Regions from separate parts of the Sus scrofa genome. Here region 1 is linked to region 2. Evidence: chromatin contacts called from public Hi-C data. All regions are on one chromosome and are shown on one strand. Each heading gives the region's core, a stretch centred on a gene start, on an enhancer-like site or on the middle of the called end of the contact. The rest is flanking DNA. Distances are from core to core; before and after follow the strand shown. Region 1 holds the start of RAMP3 (receptor activity modifying protein 3). Region 2 has its middle 49 kb from the start of RAMP3.

Evidence for each region. A called contact is a pair of places that touch in the nucleus more often than the background predicts.
Region 1: a Hi-C map of epiblast stem cells shows a contact between it and region 2, with 2.4 times the contacts expected there. The contact joins the promoter of RAMP3 here to the enhancer-like site in region 2. A contact is called at or near these places in 1 of 5 promoter capture datasets (liver), 17 of 47 Hi-C or Micro-C datasets (alveolar macrophages, brain, embryonic fibroblasts and 11 more) and 1 of 2 datasets of contacts at active chromatin or transcription factors (skeletal muscle).

The regions. Positions count from the first base shown.
Region 1 is chr18:50,341,824-50,346,247 of Sscrofa11.1, reverse strand. RAMP3 (receptor activity modifying protein 3) reads left to right here and starts at 3,147. Exons shown (of 4, transcript NM_214089.1): 1 at 3,147-3,213. The coding sequence starts at 3,147.
Region 2 is chr18:50,291,702-50,296,402 of Sscrofa11.1, reverse strand. No RefSeq gene overlaps it. Among named protein-coding and RNA genes, the nearest start is that of RAMP3, 49 kb to the left of the region's middle. Within about 2 kb of position 1,747, at least 27 of the 83 cell types and tissues checked have an H3K27ac peak or open chromatin away from gene starts, as enhancers often do. A contact at or near this core is called in brain, epiblast stem cells, fetal liver and 1 more, where this site is marked.

The DNA of each region.
Region 1 (4,424 bases), core at 1,898-4,397, 48 kb before region 2:
ATCCGGTGGCCTGCGGCCAGACAGGAGTGAGGAGAGGACCCTCTAGGCCTGCTAGAGAAGATGGCGTCTGATAACCATGTCTTCCCACCTGTTCAGGTGATGGGGCTGCAAGGAGGAGTCAGATGAGGCTGCTGGGCTTTTCTGAGCCAGCTGCGGCCATCTGGGTCCTCCTCGACTCCACCTCCATCTCCACTCGTGCCACCTCTACTGTACCATCTCCGCGTCAACCACCAACTCCACCTCCACCACCATCTCCACCTTCACCACCTCCACTTCCATCACTCTGTCCATCATCTCTACCTCTGCCACCTCCACCATCTCCGCCTCCACCAGCAACTCCACCTCCACCACCATCTCCACCATGTCCACCAACTCCACCTCCACCACCATCTCCACCTTCACCACCTCCACTTCCATCACTCTGTCCATCATCTCTACCTCTGCCACCTCCACCATCTCCGCCTCCACCAGCAACTCCACCTCCACCACCATCTCCACCATGTCCACCAACTCCACCTCCACCACCATCTCCACCATGTCCACCAACTCCACTTCCACCACCATCTCCATCTCCATCATCTCTACCTCCACCAGCAACTCCACCTCTACCGCATCCACTACCATCTTCATCATCCCCACCTCTATCACCTCTGCCTCCACCGGTACCATCTCTGCCTCAATCACCAGCTCCACATCCACCTCCACCACCATTTTCACGGTCTCCACCATCTCCACCTCTGCCACTTCCAACCTGCATCTCCACCTGAACCATCTCTACCTCAACCATCACCTCCACCTCCACCACCACCTCCACTTCCATAATTTCCATCTCTATCCCGCTGTGGGCTCAGCACAGGCTCCTTTGTCCTCACCTCTGTCCTGAGAATGGGGCAGGGATGTTATTCTCTCCAGCTTCAGATGGAAAATGCTAGGCTCCTTGAGGGTCTTGTGTTTTGGATATAATGGAGCCTGGCTGGGTCTATGTCTGTGCATCTTCCCTTCTCACAAAAACCACCTGCACCAGCAGTCATTTGCTCTGTGGGGGCACAGGGGAGAGGAGCTAGAGCCTTGCTTCTCATGGACTCCTTCTAACAGGGGCAATGGGGCAGCCTGTGGGCCCTGGGAAGTTTGCTGTGGGAGACCGAGGAGCTGCATGGAGGTGGGGGTGCAGGGAATGAACCTGCAGGGACATCAGAGCCAGGATGGGGGAGGGGAGGGCATCCTGGAAAGAGGAGAAACTTTATCCAGCGCTGCCTCCCAGGGTGCTCATTCCCAAGTACTGGTGGTGTGCGGAGCACGGCCCCAGGGGGCAGACTTCAGGGTGCTGTCTGGTCTGGCCCCCTCTGATGACCCACCCTCCTGTCCCAGCCTGCTTGTGTGCAACCATCTGTGGGGTCTGGCCTCACCTCTCCTGTGGAGTGGTGTGGGCCTCCGTGATCCTGTGGCCTCCTGGGACACTGGTGACATCTGAACTTGCTCTTGGTTTGTCTCTCTTGGTGCAGGGCATCTGAGAAGGGTGGCTGGCAGGATGCACGGATGGAGCCTGCAGCCCCTGCCAGGCCTGGGTCACAGGAGGTTCTGGGTCATTCCTGCATCTGTGCTCCCCACCACCTTGGGCAGGCTGGTTGGTCAATTTTAATTAGCTTTAATTCCTCCTTGAAATAATTCTGGTTCTTAGCAGAATAAGCGCAGAAATCCCTTATTAAGTGGGCTTCCTAATGCAGGAAAGGTCAGCAGGGCTTATGCGAGGCAGCTGTTCAGCAACGCCTGCGCTAGAATCCTCCCACACCCCCGGCCTTCCAGGCCGGGTTAATTCCTGCCTCCCCCACTCAGAGAGGCGGAGGCCCTGGCCAGGTGGGGATCCCTCCTGCTCATCCCTCTGACTTGGGATGGATGCTCCGGCTAAGAGCAGTCAACCCCTGAGGGGGTCCTACCTTCCCAGCCCTGCTCCCTGAGCCCTCAGACCAGCATGTCTCTGAGCACTGCAGGGCAGAAGGGTTTCCACCCCACCAGGTGACAAAGTGCCCAGATGTCCATGGGGGCCAGGGTCTGTGCTAGGGGATGAGTGACAGAGGCGACCAAACCAGGCTACGTGACCCATGGTAGGAGAATCCTGAGTCCCTCCTCCCTCCCCTCAGAGCCCATGACACTTCTTTAGGTCAGGTCATTAGGGACACCCAGTCATGCTCCAGGCCCTCTTTTGTCCCCCGAGGCCTTCAGAAAGCACAGAGCAAGCACCAGGGCTTGAGGACCCGGGCCATGGGCAGTGGTGTGTGTGCAAGTGTAGGTGTGTGCACCTGTCTGTGCCCCATCCCCTCTGGTCCGGAGGGTGCAAAGGCTCCAGCGCAGGGAGGCCCCCAGCAAGGATTGGGGCCCACGGGAACTCTAGAGTCAGTCACGATTCACCATGAGGGTTCCTCGCGGCACACAGGGACTCCCCCACTCCCAGCTAGCTCCCTCCTCAGGGGGGCTCCCTCTCCGCACCCCCTCCCCCCTTCCCAGTCTCTCTTGTCCCCCCGCGCTGCACAGCACCCCCTCTCCAGACACCTCCCCGAGCCCTTCTGCGGGCTGGGGTAAGGGTGGGTGCACCTGCCGGATCCCGTCTGCTCCTTGCCAGGCTGCCCACCCCTCTCCGGTCCCCCTGCCCCGCCGGACGCCGAGGCCCCACAAGCGCGAACTTGGCATGGGCCTTGCCCCTGGAGCAGGAGGAGGGGGCTTGCCCCGGGGAGGGGGTGCCTCCTGGGGGAAGGACTGCCCTGTGGGGGAGGACATGTCTTGGGGGGTCAGGCGTATCCTAGGGGAGGAAGCGTCCTGCGGGGGAGCGTATCTCGGAGGAGCACGACCCGACGGAGGGCCCCTGGGAGGCTGAGGCGGGGGGAGGCGTGCATCCTCGTTGTGGGAGCGCGTCCTGGGGTGGGAGCGCGTCCTGGGGTGGGAGCGCGTCCTGGGGTGGGAGCGCGTCCTGGGGTGGGAGCCCCTCCCGGGGGCAAAGCACCTCCTGGGGGCGGGCTCTCTGCGGCCCCACCCCCCCGCCTGAGCTCCGCCTCCGGGAGCCCCTAGCGCCCCCAGCGGGGACGCAGCTGTATCGCTTGCCGCAGCTGGACTGCTCCCGCCGCAGCTGGACGGCGCGCCACAGCTGGCTAGCCATGGAGGCGACAGCGCCGCGGCGCCGGCACCTTCTTCCGCTGCTGCTGCTGCTGCTACTGCTCTGCGGTAAGAAGATGCTGGGTCGGGCACGGGGGCGCCCCAACCTCCTCGGGGGCCACGGGGACCCGCTCGGCCTTCGTCCTCCCGCACCCGCACCTGGCTGCACCTCCTCCCCTGAGCCCACCAGGGCGAGCCCCGTGCGTCCTGCTCCGGAGGGGCGAGGGGTGACTCGGGGCTCTGTCCCCAGGCTCCTCTCGAGCTGATGGCGACGGATCAGACTAGGACGGAAGGCGCGGGGTCTCCCTCGGGCTCTGCATCGCCAGTGAGCTGGGCCTGGGCCTGTTGCTCCCAGCTGCGATGTCCCCCTCGTTGCTGCCCGGGGGCTAGGGTCGCCACGGCAGCGCGACCTCCTATAGCGGGCGTGCCCATCTCTCCCCCTGTGAGGCAGTGCATTCCTTGTCCTGAGCTCGTGCGTGCGCGCCATGCACGGGGGTGTGGAGGAGAGGAATCCAGCACCGGGAGGCCTGGACCTTCCCTGCGGTGCCTGTCCGCTTCCAGGACGGTCCTTCAGTGTAAATGTGTGTGCGTGTGTCTGGCTGGAGGGGGCAGGGGGCAGCCTTCTGAGGTTTTACCTCCCAGACCCCTTCTAAGCTAGAAAACACCACTCCTGGGGGGAGGCATGGCTCACAAATAGGGAATGGATTGAATGAAAAGCTTGCTTTGCAAAATCGTTCTAAAGAAATCATCTAAGAACAAGTGACAGGGTCTGGGCGCTTGGGGAGGGCTTCCTTGGGCGAGACGAGGTGAGGCTGGGTTGCAGAGCAGGGTCTGAGCCTGGGCGGCTCTGGGAGGGGAAGCAGGTGGGTCCGGCGGGGTGGGGGTGGGGGATCCCTGGCTTGGTGGCCAGGAATCCCAGGCCCTGTCTTGGGGAGGGCACTGTCCCCTAGGTCCTTTGGGATGCTCCCTTGCCCTCACTGGCCTCTCTGACTGTAAGATGCACAACTGGGCTTGTTTGCAGTATCACTGTCAGCTTTGACCATCTGGCATTTGGAAAAGGCTGCATCAGCTCACTGACATCTTGAATTCTAGGTTACCTTTCCAGAAGGTGTCTGGGGGGAAGAAGGTGTGACTTCATTTCATATTCCGGTGTTAGAGCCCTAGGGTCAGCTGGATTTTTGGGTTGAAGGCAAGGGTGATGGGTGATTCCAGAAAGCAGGAGCACACTGAGGCAGGATCTGTGACCTTCGAATGCAAAGCCCTTGGAGGAGGAATCTTCT
Region 2 (4,701 bases), core at 498-2,997:
GTCTGACATTTTCGAGAATTCCATGCTGAGTTAAAGGAAATGCCCAAACAAGTGCCCTGCTGAGGGTACACATGCTCCCCCGAGTAAAAGCGTGACATTTAGTGCAATCTCAGGAAAGACAGCAGAATTTAGAAAATCCAATAAAGTCTGGTAGAGCAAGATGAAAGGGAAACTTTAGAGCACGTAATATCATGTTTTATATAACAACAAAAAAAACTAGGAAGTAGAATATACACAGCTAAATTTCAGCTAATTCTTCCTTGGGGTTTCCTGCTCAGGCCCCTGTGGGGGCTTCTCCCTGTGGCTGGAGGAAGACCTGCACTACACGTGCTCTGCGCCTTGTCCTCTGCCTGGTTTCTCAGATCCTTCCTCCCCCAGGAACACCCTTCTTCCCTCTGCTTCCCAGCGTCCCCGCCGTTTTGTTTCTAAAGGCCACCCTTGGCCTCTGTGCCTTCTCTGTTGCTCCTGGCCACTGTCACCTCATTGAGGGAGCAGGATTTCCTGTCTCTGGTTGTACTCCAGTGACATGGAAAGAATTTTACTTTCTTGGTCCTTGTGAGGGAGATGGTTATAAGGGACACAGATGGGTCCTGGTGACCTCTGGTCGTGGGTGACCAGTGGCCAAGCCTTTGGAGAAACGGAAGAAGCTGCTGGAAGACAGGAGAGGGTGGGAAGGAATTGGGGGTCTTCAGAAAATATCAGCAGGTGATGGGAGACCCTGAGATGCCTGGAGGTTCGAGGGAACCAGGCGTGGAGGTCCCTGCAAACTGGGGTGGGGAGGGTGGGGGGCGGGGGTTTGGGGATGAGCAGGGATGGTGGAAAGACCTGGAAACCTCCCTGTCCATTGAGAGGCCTCGAGTCACCATGGAGACGGAAGTGAACGGCTCCCTGGAGCTCCGGTTCCGACCAGGCTGGCGGGAGTCTGCCGCAGCCTCTCCCGCAGAGTGCAACAGAAACCACCGGGCAAAACAAAATACAGTCGCCTGAGGACTCAGAAGAGTCACAAAGGCTGTAAACTGTGAAGTCAAAATCGGAGAAGCACCCCTCAGGAGGTGGGGGCGGGAGGGGAGGGGGGTTACTTCCTAGCTTTTCTCTTTTCTCTCACAGTTTTTACCTAAAGACAGGCCTCAGCTGCCGAAATGGGAGGGGGCAGCAAGGGAGGCCCGAATCCCAACAAAAACCCCGTCCTCCTGGGCAGAGGAAGCCCGAAAGGTGGAGGGTTTCCTTTTCTTTCTTCTCGCTCTTTGGACAGTGTTACGGAGCTTCTCAGCAGCCTGGTGTAGACAACCGCAGCTCCGAGAGAACTCGGCCCTTCTGCTCAGGGAGACCAGGAGAAGGAGTCGCTGCAGGGCCAGGGGACGCCCCGACGGGCGGGTCCCCTCCTTCTGCCGCCAGCCCGGCAGGTGCCGGCTGCATCCCCGAGCTGCGCATGCGCCGCAAAGCCCAGGGGCCCGGGCCCGCCCCCTGCCCGGCTCGGCGGGAGGCGACGCTGCGACCCGCCGGGCCGCTCGCTCGGTTGACTGCTTGCAAAATAAAACAAAGGGCATTCTTTGGGGGGGCCCGAGCCACCGTAGTGTTCCCCGCGGGATACCCCACGTGTCCAGGATTCTATCCCGAGCGTGACGCTGACACAAAGACCTCCGCCCGGCGAGGGGGCGGACGCGCGGGAGGGGCGCAGCCTGGGGCAGACCCCGGGAGCTGGCGGGTCACCGTGCGCAGGCCTCTGGAATTCGGGAACCCGGATGAGTCCCAAGAGGGGGCCAGGGCCCCGCTGCACAGGGCCGCGGGCTGAGGACAGGGCCGGTGCCCCAGACCCCGGGGCCTGAGGGGGCGGTGCCCACTGCTCTGCTCTAATCTGGGGCACGGTTTACTCCCCACCTCTTTACTCTAAAGCTCGCAGAAGCTGGGGAGGGAGCGAGGGACCACCTGTCTTGCTTGATTCTATGCCTTTTACGCGTGAGCCCGGGCCAGGGGCCTCCGCCCGCCCGGTAACCCAGGCTCAGGAGGGCCCAGCTAAGTGCTTGGATCCAGAGCCTTCTAGGAAGCATGTCTATGTGCTGTCCGTACGCTTTCCTTGGCCTTGCAGGGAGGCTTCCAAGATACTGTGTGTGTGTGTGTGTGTGTGTGTGTGTGTGTGTGTGTGTATGTCAGTGTGCATGCGAGTATGTCTCTGTGTGGATCCGTGTATGGCTGAGTGTGTGCACCTGTGTGCGTTATGCACACTTGTGGGCCTGTGTGAGCGTGCGTGTGTTCATGTGTGTATCAGCATGTGCCTGCATGTGTGGGCATGTGTCTTTGGGTGTGTACATGTGTATAGGGCTGTGCATGCATATTCATGTGTGTGTGTGTGCAGGTGTGTCTGTGTGTGAGTGTGCACGTGTGTATCTGTGGGTGTGTGCATCTGTGTGGGTGAGTGTGTCTGTGTGTCTGTGTGTATCTGCCTGTGGGTTAGTGTGTGTGTGCCAAGTAAGTACATTATCCTTGCAGTAAACCTGTGCCCTGGAATGACCTCCCCTCCCCCCAGCTCTGGTCTGAAGGTCAAGGCCGAGCGATGCTATTGGTGGGGCAGGGATGAGAAGATGCTGGCTGAATGGAGCTTTCACAACTTGGGAATTTGGTCAAGGGTGAAACCTTCCATGTTTTTTTGAATAAACCCCCCAGTTCACATTTTCTGTGACACCTGGTGCACTGCCTTTGGTCTGTTCTTGTTGTAGCTCTGGTGCGTGATACACATAGAAAATGGTAAATGCTCGTAGGACCAGATGAGTGACTAGGGCTTGAGGAACAGAGAGCAGAACTAAAGTGTAAGAACACAGGAGTCAGGGGGGAAAAAAGCATCCAGGAAGCAGGGGGTCCTGCCTATGAGGAGCAGAGGCCTTTGGGAACATAGGGCCTATTCTTCCTGGTTGGAAAGGCAGCTGTAATCAGAAATGCAGACAGTCAGCAGCTCTCGTGGGAAACAGGCGGGCTGGGCTGAGAATGCATTGCGTCCTGGGGCTTACCTGCCCTAAGCCTTGGAATTCGTGTAGTTGCACAGATGAGAGCATGTTTAATAAACCCTGGTTGGGTCTGACTCTAATTTCTCCTTGGCTGGGTACCTTTCAGGTTGCCGTTCCTCTTCATCTGAGTTTCTGTGAGCAGTCACTGGTGTATAGCAGCAAGGGGTCAATGGCTGGTGGATCTTGGTCCCAGAGGTGTGTGAATTCCTTGACTGGGCTGTCACCCCTTATACAGCCTCAAAAGCAATACGCGAGCTTTGTGGGTACTGCAGGCATCCATCGTCTTGGGTATATTCAGAATCAACAATCATAATGACTGAGATATTTGAGCGGCGGGAGCAGTTATCAGCTGTTTCCAGACTTTCGTTTCTATTTTTAAAAGTCTCTAAAAGGAAGTACAGATTTTGCTCCACCAGGGGGTTCATTAAACATTTTGGTCAGGGTGGCTGCCTGATACAGGGGTGCTAAGATTTTCCATCCTGTTGCTTTAATCAGACATGGTATTTACCAATGGTTCACAATTACTGCTGCATTGGGTGGCAGATTTCTTTGTTTATAAGCATTTGCTCTTGACGAACTGAGGAAGTCCTAAGACAAAAGCTTCTTGATGGGTCTTTAAGGGCCCCTTTTGTGTCAGGTTCACAGACAGAATCTCTTGTCTGCAAGTGTATTTTATCTTGAAGGGTATGTTGGGTTCTATGGAAAAACTAGGACAACTTAAAACAGAATAGTGCGGGCTAAAGATACAGTGTGTAAGGCTCTATTCTTAATGCTTTGGAAATTCTCTTGAATATTCCAAGAGTGACTTATGTTTTTGAAGGATGGTTTTATAAAAATCTTATGGTTTTGGTTAACTGATATAATCACGTCATGCTTTATACCGGACCTGTTTCCTAAAGAGTTTCAAGACAGCTTAAAAATAGAGGCTGTTGAAAGAGTGGATCTTAGGAAACCGCTTTCCTGGAAAAGCAACAAAGATGACAAATCAATAAGAACCAACCATTTTACATTTTTTTTTTATGGCCATGTGCGTGGCATATGGGAATTCCCAAGCTAGGGGTTGATTCAGAGCTGCAGCTGAGGTCTACACCACAGCTACAGCAACACCAGATCCAAGCTGTATCTGGGACCTACGTCGCAGCTTGCAGCAATGAGGGATGCTTTAACCCACTGAGCAAGACCAGGGATCGAACCTGCATCCTCATGGAGACAATGTTGGGTCCTTAACACACTGGGCCACTTTGGAAACTCCAAAACCCAACAATTTTAGAACTCTAGAAATGAATCAAAGACACAGAACAAACGACAAAGCATACATTCAAGGAAAAAAAAATCTTCTGAATTTTCACAAGAACAGCGGGGTGTGTGGCAGTATTCCCACGGCTCCATTCTGAGGGGTTCCCGTGCGGCTCAGCAGGTCGTCACTGGAGTGGCTCAGGTCACTGCTGTGGCTTGGGTTCATTCCCTGGCTCAGGAATTTCTGCATGCGGTGGGCATGGCCAAAAAAGGCTATTACATCTGTCCTTCCTCCCCAGATCAGCCAACCTCGGAATGACCATATTGAGAGCTCCACTAAAAGCCCCCTTAGCACAGAGTCAATAGTCCAACTTAACTGGAAGTGACCTGGAAGAAACTTCATCTCCATGGGACAATCTCTGCTTGATTTGACTCAGAGTTCAGCTCTGGAAAAAAAACCAAAACC